Linked DNA regions of Mus musculus: regions 1 and 2 are each linked to region 3. A link is a contact called in public Hi-C data. All regions are on one chromosome and are shown on one strand. Each heading gives the region's core, a stretch centred on a gene start, on an enhancer-like site or on the middle of the called end of the contact. The rest is flanking DNA. Distances are from core to core; before and after follow the strand shown.

Region 1 (2,700 bases), core at 152-2,651, 330 kb after region 3:
CACCAAGAGCTTGGGGGCTGCCATCTTCTCAGCTGGGAAGTGGAGGTGTGTGTAGCATGAGGTGCTTTTATTTGAGGAGTACAGGCCCACGTATGTGTTGTGGAGCTCCCCAAACAGAATGTTGTCTGGTTCTGTGGGTAATACCCCAAAACGCTGTGGTAAATACTCAGGAAGCCCTTGGCTTACAGATGATGGAAGCGGCTCTCTGGGTTCTGTGTGCCCTGTGTTTGGATATTGGGACATCTGTATACACATCAGCACATGCCAACTCAGAAGGAGGCTGCTCTGCGGGAAAGGACTTGTCACATGGAAAACACACACATCTGTCTTCTCCTCAGTTTTCATTCTCGTTGGGAATCGTAATCAGTCAATTGTGATGCCAGCAGCTTAGGTGCCTGTATGACGGGGACCGTTACCTCGCCTGCAGTACCAGTTAGACCACGCAGCCTTCCTGTGGAGACCAGGGCTCAGTTCTTGGTAGATCACCTGTGTACTCACAGTGCTTTGTTCACATCTTTCCCGACACCCGATCACTGTTAGTGACACTCTCCTCTCTGTCATCACAGGCTGCTGCATGTCCATCTCCTTTCACTTAGCAGTTGAGTTATAAAGTCCCATTTACCTGTCCCTTGAAGTGGCAAGCTCTGACCTGGGGTCACTGTGGCCTTGTGCCATCAGCACCCAGCACAGGCCAAGCCCAGAGCCCGTGCTGAATAAATGTTAGTTGTCGGATGAATGGATTGGTAAAAACGGCGAGAGCTGTATCTTGTAATTATATCTAGACAGGATAAACAGGCCACTGGAGACCAATTATAATTCCTCTTGCTTGCAGGGAGGCCATTAGCATTCTGCGATTATAACTAATTGTCAGAAGCCTGGTTTTCTCTCAACACGTTTTCACAGTAAGGCTTCCTCATTTTTTGTCGTCATCCCTATTTTGAGCTCATTTTTATTTGTGCATTTATTTAAGAAGAATGCTGTGGTTATGGGCTGTAAAGAATAGTTGGCTCCAAGCAACTCAGTGAAGATCGCCATTCCACACATGTGGTTCCCAGGGCTGCTGGGATGTCATGTCTCGTCACTGTGTGCTGCCTTCTAATGACTCTGGATTTGTCTTATATGGTGTAGTAATAAGGTCATGTGGGTGTGGTGGTCGAGAGGAGTGGAAAGAGATACAGGGAGCTCTTTAGTTGCCCGTTACCCTGGATACAGAGGTCTCACATCCTCATTTATTGTGGCTGTCACTGAACAACTCTGCTCAGCGTTACATCAGAAGTCTGTGTCCTCAGAGCTTGAAGGCAGAGAGAGGCCTTTTCCTTATTTGTGTTCTGGGCTTGGATTACCCTTCCCTCACCCCAATTAGATTTCTCTCTGTGTGTGTGTGTCCCGCTTTGCTTGTCTGTGTACAAATTCTCAACAGAAGATGGCTATATTACCCACCCAGAATTCTTTACTGTACTCTAGCAGTGCTGTGTCCCTGAGAAAGATGGAGCTTGGAGAGAAAATGCTTCCCTCCCTCCCTCCCTCCCTCCCACTCTCTCCCCCTCCCTTTCTTCCTTCCTTCTACTTTTTCTTGTTTACTTATTTTGAGATATTCTTTCTAAACATTTGGAGATAGCTTTTTTTTTTTTCTTTTTTTTCCTTTTTCGAGACGGGGTTTCTCTGCATAACAGAATGCTGGCTGTCCTGGAACTCACTTTGTAGACCACTCTGATCTTGACCTCACAGAGATCTGCCTGCCTCTGCCCCTCAAACTGATGGGATTAAAGGTGTACCTCACCAGGCCCAACAGGAGGTAGCTTTTGATTGAGCTTACAGGAGAGTTAGAAGAATGGAAGCTGTGTTCTCCCTCCCCCTTCTCTAGGAGCCTGTCACTTTGGTTTGTGTCATCCTTTCTTCTCTGTTCACACACACACACACATGCATGTATACATATGTGTGTAAAGCATGTGTGTACATGTGCACATATGTGTGTGTGTGTCTATACACACACATATGAGCCATTTGAGACTGACTTGGAGACAAGATCATTTGACATTACGCAATACAAGAGCGTTGAAGTCTCTCTTGGCCCTGAGTCCTCCTGTCTCCAGTGTCCTGACCTTAAACACTTTCTGAATCTTTAGATCTTGTAACCTGGGAGGTCTTGACACAGTGTAGGCCAGTTCCTTGGTAGAATGTCTTCCATCTTGGCACTGCCTAGTGTTTCCTTCAGGCCTCATGTTAGCCTCTGTTTCTTTGACAGGACTGTGGTAGACATGACATTCTCTGGCTCTGTCACAGCAGGAAGCTCAGGCCCCAAACCCTGTGATGTTGGTTTAGGTGTAGTGAGAGTCAGGCGAGTGCCTTGCTTCTCCACCGCGCCCACTGCTCTTTCCCACCTCACTGGGATTCGAGAAGCAGTCTTCAGAGAGGTTTTGTGTAAGTCTGTGGCCCCTTCGCCCTCTTACATTCTTGTTACTTCTCCAGTCAGATCTGTGGCTCTGGAGTTTCCTTTGACATGGCATGGTTTTGGTAAGAAGATAAGGACTTCATTTTTGTATGATCTTCTGTGTCATTGGGTAAGTTGGGTATGTAAGAAAGCTGGCTGACTTCATCTCCAGTGTGAGGTTCAGTGGTGTCTGCTCGCTGCTTCTCGCTGTGGTTCTCAGTTCAGCCTGAGAGGTGCAGCCTTCCTTCCTACCTTTCCCTCCGCTCTAC
Region 2 (2,700 bases), core at 31-2,530, 370 kb after region 3:
AAAATGCTGTTTGAGATGTTGCCTGGGAGCCCCGCGGAAGCTCTGGGAAAGGTGGTTGAGGAAAGAGACGGAAAAAAAAAACTCACTTGATGTCTTTTCTGAGCTCTCTCTGCTTCTGGCCACTGAACTCTGATGAGCAGTCCTTGGTCCTTAGTGCCCTGGGACGTGTTATGGTGTGCCCTTGAGGACCTTAGAGGGGACATAGAAATGATCTTATCTCTTCATCCCAGCCAGAGACATAGCTCACCGGTAAAGCCCCATGGCATCCTGGGAAGAGTTCTGGAAAGCCAGCCCGGCAGGATGACAAAGCAAAAATGATGGTTTGCACTGCACCGAGCTCCCGTTTGCCTTGGCTATAGGGTTTCTCAAAGTCAGTGCTCAGTGACCAGCGTATCCTTTCCCCTTCCCCCACCCCCGGAATGAGTCTCTACTCTCTCCCCCTCATCTGCCCTGCAGAGGTCACTGTAGCTGGCCTCTGTCACAGGAGCCAGTGCAATGGAAAACTTAAGACCAGCAACATAAGCTCTAGTCTAGAGCTCTCAGCCTGTGAGGCTAACTCAGGACTGAGATGGTGGGCCTATGGGCCTATTCTCCTGGCGCTTCAGCCTCGGTGCCACCCCCACCCCCCTCAAGTGTCATCAGCAGGAAGTAGAGCTGTCTCCGCGCACCTGAGTCTTTTGCTCTCCCTGGATTGCCTGTCTGTCCCCACTCTATGATCACTAGCTCAGGGTTTCCAGAATGTGGGAAAAAGTGTCTCTGTCTCTGTCTGTCTCTCTGTCTCTGTCTCTCTCTCTCTGCCCTGCATGGGGTTACTCTCAACACCACGTGCCGAAAGCTGAACTTGGGCCCTCTACAAAAGCAGCCAGTGCACTTAACCACTGAGCCGCGTCTCCAGGTGCCCCGCTGGGTTTCTTTATGTGGGTTCTGGGGCTCAGACTCAGGTCCTCATGCTTGCACAGCAAGCGTTACTGATGGAACCGACCCTCACCCCCACCCCGCCCCAAGCCGTCCTCCCCATCAGCTGTGCAACCTCAGAACCAATGGCCATCTCCTGAGACCCTCGGCTCCCCTCTACCCATCTCATCAGCAGGTTTTGCCCTTCTGCACAGCCAGTCCTGTTGGCAGAAGAAACAGCCCAGGGGAATTGCCTACCACAGCAACTCCTTGGTGAGCAGGAAGGAGGGCAGTTCTGTGGTCGGCTACACATGCTTTAGAGACTCCCTCTGCCCCTAGATATGTGGCATTAGACCAACCAGGGGCAGCTCTTGGGGTCTCAGCTGCCTCATGTGGCGCGTTCGGGGTAGTAAAACCTGCCCCTGTTGCCACCAGAGAGATGGAATGCCTGGCTCGAAGCAGACACTTGAAAAATGGCAGGCATTATTCGTATTATTATACCACCAACACTTAATTTGCTTAAAATGTTTACTCTCTGAGAATCGATCCCCTCCCGGATTCCAGAGAGGCTCATAAATTCTCAGCAAACCTTATACAATAAGAGTCTCCATCCAGAACTAATAATTCCCAAAGTGGGAGATTAATAATTTCCCGTAAACTTGCTGGTCTGGACATTAAGTGGTGGAAGGCTTTCTCAGCAACTCATAGAGCGCCCCCAGGCCAGAGCCGCTGCAGAGGAACAACAGGCTCTCAGGCAGAGGAAAATTCCAGTCTTCAGGCCCTGCCCCTGCACTGCGCATTGAATACAGAGGCAGCCAGTGGAGGGCACAGAAACCCATTAACATTTGGCAAAACACCGGGGTTTGTGTTCTGCGGAAATGTCAGGGATGCTGCTATATGCGTCACTTGAAAATTCAAGAGTGGAGCTCAATTTGGGGGGCTCGAGGGTGGCATTTCTGCCTGAGTCCTGGAACTTTCTGCAGAGCGGGCACAGGGGACATGTACATTGGCCAGGGGGACACGTGTATAGCCCTCACGACATCCGGAAAGGGGTCTGTCCTCCATCACTCTAGGAGTACACATCTGGCCACGGAACAAGAAAGCCCAGTGTCCCATCTGCCCCAGGAAATCACGTCCTGTGTTCCCACAGCATCATCCTTGACTTGTTTGGTTGCTATATGTTCTAAATTTAAAACGGAAAAAATTAAAAAATACCAATAACATCTGGGGCTCCAGAGTGCATGTGTGTGTGTGCCTGGGAAATGTCACAGGGATGTTTAGAGAATTCCATATCCTTGCAAGGTTATAACTCACCATTTCCTGTCCAAATCCCAGTCTAGACCCAGCTCCCCAGCTTTGTGGAAGTCCCAGAGCATAAGATGTTTATATATGTTGAAACCGCAGGCCTGGATGATAAGGCCTTGAGTATCCCTTGTGCCCAGCACGGGGTATGTTGGGGGGCATAGTTTGCAGCTTTTGAAAGACCATACAGGGTTGGAGGGATGTGATTAAGGGTGTTAGCAGTCCTTATAGAAGGCCAGGATTCATTTTCCAGCTCAAACCTACCTGTAACTTCAGCTCCAGACCCCCTCTTCTGGACTCTGTGGTCACTGCATGCATATTCCGTAGATGTATGCAGACAGTACGTAAACACACACAAAGGCATACATGCATGCACATACACGTTCAGGGACACACGCACACACGTGTTTTTATTTAAAAAATCATTTGAGGGTCTTGGGATGTAGCTTAGTTGACTGTGTAATACCTGTGAGGCCCTAGGTTCAATTCCCAGCCTTCCAAAAA
Region 3 (2,700 bases), core at 42-2,541:
AGCTGGATTAAGAATTCGGCCAGAGTCTGCTGATATAGCACCAATACGAGACAGGATCCACACAGAGATGCCCATTTTGGGTGGTCATGTTGTTAGCGCCCAAAAGGACCTGCCACTAGCATGCTGGTTGACCTGAAACACTTTGTCTTACATCCCTGTTCCTCCTTTATTCCTGTAGACCTGTGCCTTATAACAAAAATGAAAAAAAAAAAACCCTACACATATTGTATTTTAAATTTTTAACACCTTTTTAAAATAGCAAAGGCAAAAACCATAAAGTAAAAACAGAAAAGTAATTTTACTCATATATTTAATGAAACCCAGTGTATCTGAAATAGTATCCCACAAGGCAGTCTATATGAAACGTTGGTTAAGTAGATATCAGTCTTCCAGTTATGTATTATTTATTAACCATAAGTCTGGGACCTGGTGTTTATACGCTGGCAGTTCCTCTCCATATAGACTTTACTTTCGGTGTATAGGAAGCAATGAATGTATTGGCTGACCAGAGCTAACGCAAAAGCCAGAGTCAAGAGCAGAGTGTAGAAGCTGGAGGGGGGGGGGGGTCTAGCTCACATACACTGTGCCTCTTTCTGTCATTAGCGCCCAGGAAATATGACATTAATAGAAGGCGGCTTCCCTAGAGAGGACAGCTATCCAGAGCTCCTAGCTATTGTGTCTTCCCTTTCAGACCTCTCCCACGAGAACATTAGGACATTAGTGTTGGAGGGGGGACACGTGTGGAGCACTCCTAGTCAAGGAACTATGGGGCAACTGATGGCTGCTGGTGGAGGAGAGGCCATTTTTCTTCAGCAAGATAGCGACTGGTAAATTGTCCATACCCCAGTAATCCCCTTTGCTACGCTCATGCAGACATCCTGATTCAACTCAGCAGGACACAGAAAGGGGAGAAAAGTAGACACGGAAGTGGGGTTGGGGGCGTTGCGAAGAAACCGGAAGTGTACAGAGAGCACAGGGAATGGATAAGACAGGGCAAGGGGTGAACATGACCAAAATACATTGTATCCACTCAAGATAAATAACAGGAAACAACAGAAGTAGCAAAACCCAGGGTGCAGGGGCTGTTGCAGTCCTTGGTAGTGCTCTGGGAACAAAGGCCAGCTAGGCCCGACTCTCCCAGCTCAGCCCTAAAGCAATCAGTGGCTCCCAAGATTAAAATTCACCCACGGCCAAATTCTGTTATAAACAGCAGCTCTGCTCCACCTGGGGCCTGGAAGCCGGCAGATGCAGCTCCTCTCCTGGGCATACAGTGATGGAAACCCCTCCTCGCTCCGACGCCCCCAGCCTTTAAATCAGCCGTGATTCCGGCCTGACACCGAGTTACGGCACGTTTACAGAGCCTCTGTAGGGCTCTCTAAATTTTGTGGCCATGGCTCATTCTCACCCAGCAATCCAAATAAAAATAGCGCTATTGATCACAAAGCCATCGATAACGTCAGCCCTGAAGCTGCACGTGTCCATCTTTAATTGCCTCTTCCCTTTTATGTCTCCAGATATTACCATACAAGTCTGGGAGGCCAGTGGCCTCAGGTTGTGAAGAAAAGAGACCTGTGCTAGGCATAAGGGAGTGGGACTCTCATTTGGGGCCCTGTGTTAGAATCTGTCAGGAAATGTCACCCAATTATGCTTAATTTCTCATTGTTCCCCCCCCTGACCCCCACCCTTTCTCCTCCAAGCAATTAAGCTTCTTTGCTGTAACAGAGAAGCAAAGTGGCGATGCCCAATAAATTAATCAAGAAATAAGGAATGAAGGCCGTGCGCACTGGAGCTGGGTGTTTGCACATCACACATGTGGGGCTCCAGATGTTGAGACTTAATTTTTACCGCTATAAAAACTAAGAAAGAGGAAACTAGATGCTGTTCCAACTGACAGCCAGCCCTCCCTGCAGCACTGAGATGGCCCTGCAGCTTCTGGAATGCCCCCACCCCCACCCCCCAGGACCTGGTGGTAAAGAAAGGCTCCCCTTCAGGGTCTCGGGCGTGTGTTTTTCTGGCGTCCATGCAATTGTGTTCAACGTGAAGTGAAGTGATCGGCTCTGCTATTCGACAAGAAAGCTGCAAAATCAAAATTAACACATGCTTCATTAAACGCCTGCCAAGAGCAGCAGAGCCGTCTCCTTGGCACGCAGCCTTCCTTCCTGATAGAGGAATCATAAAGTTTCATTACATTTGAGAAAACAGGCACGGGGAATCTGAAGATGCCTATTGGTTGTGGGGTAAATCACAGGTAATTGAGACTATCATAAATTACCCACAGCCAGATCATTTAAAAAGAGAAATCATTAAAGTTCTCTTAAATATCTTTACTGAAAACAAATTTTCCTTAAAGTGCGGCCTCGTTTTAATTTGTTTGATGTGTTAGGGGATCCCACAAGCTAAGGAGGGGCATGGGACAAGCTTAAGTAGGCATCCTCCAGATGCCCTTCCGGACTCGAGGGTGTAGCTTAGTGCTTTCCTAGCATCGTAAGACCCCAGCAGTGCATGAAGCAGGCCTGGTAGCCCACATCTATAACCTCAGAAGGTGGAGACAGGAGGATCAGAAGTTCAAGGTCGTCTTCTCCACACAGTGATTTAGAGGCCAACCTGGGCTATTTGACAACCTGTCTTTAAAAAAAGGGGGGGGGGGTTCCATGTGGGACCCTGTTTCTCATACAAATAACACAGGGGGCCTCCAATACT

The links. Hi-C and Micro-C count contacts between places; a contact is called where the count stands out from the background.
Region 1: a Hi-C map of the N1E-115 cell line shows a contact between it and region 3, with 3 times the contacts expected there. The contact joins two enhancer-like sites. A contact is called at or near these places in 5 of 484 Hi-C or Micro-C datasets (the N1E-115 cell line, extraembryonic ectoderm, nephron progenitors and 1 more), 2 of 115 datasets of contacts at active chromatin or transcription factors (differentiating embryonic stem cells and embryonic basal ganglia) and 1 of 9 other capture datasets (embryonic stem cells).
Region 2: a Hi-C map of the N1E-115 cell line shows a contact between it and region 3, with 4 times the contacts expected there. The contact joins two enhancer-like sites. A contact is called at or near these places in 10 of 39 promoter capture datasets (the 3T3-L1 cell line, the HPC-7 cell line, HPC-7-derived erythroid cells and 5 more), 1 of 15 datasets of contacts at CTCF or cohesin (embryonic stem cells), 3 of 484 Hi-C or Micro-C datasets (the N1E-115 cell line, embryonic fibroblasts and trophoblast stem cells) and 2 of 9 other capture datasets (liver and macrophages).

What each region holds. Positions count from the first base shown.
Region 1 is chr2:173,604,367-173,607,066 of GRCm38.p6, reverse strand. It overlaps the pseudogene Ppp4r1l-ps. Among named protein-coding and RNA genes, the nearest start is that of Ankrd60, 27 kb to the right of the region's middle. Within about 2 kb of position 1,401, at least 23 of the 459 cell types and tissues checked have an H3K27ac peak or open chromatin away from gene starts, as enhancers often do. A contact at or near this core is called in the N1E-115 cell line, where this site is marked.
Region 2 is chr2:173,563,316-173,566,015 of GRCm38.p6, reverse strand. No RefSeq gene overlaps it. Among named protein-coding and RNA genes, the nearest start is that of Ankrd60, 14 kb to the left of the region's middle. Within about 2 kb of position 1,280, at least 26 of the 459 cell types and tissues checked have an H3K27ac peak or open chromatin away from gene starts, as enhancers often do. A contact at or near this core is called in the N1E-115 cell line, where this site is marked.
Region 3 is chr2:173,937,147-173,939,846 of GRCm38.p6, reverse strand. No RefSeq gene overlaps it. Among named protein-coding and RNA genes, the nearest start is that of Gm30017, 64 kb to the right of the region's middle. Within about 2 kb of position 1,291, at least 14 of the 459 cell types and tissues checked have an H3K27ac peak or open chromatin away from gene starts, as enhancers often do. A contact at or near this core is called in the N1E-115 cell line, where this site is marked.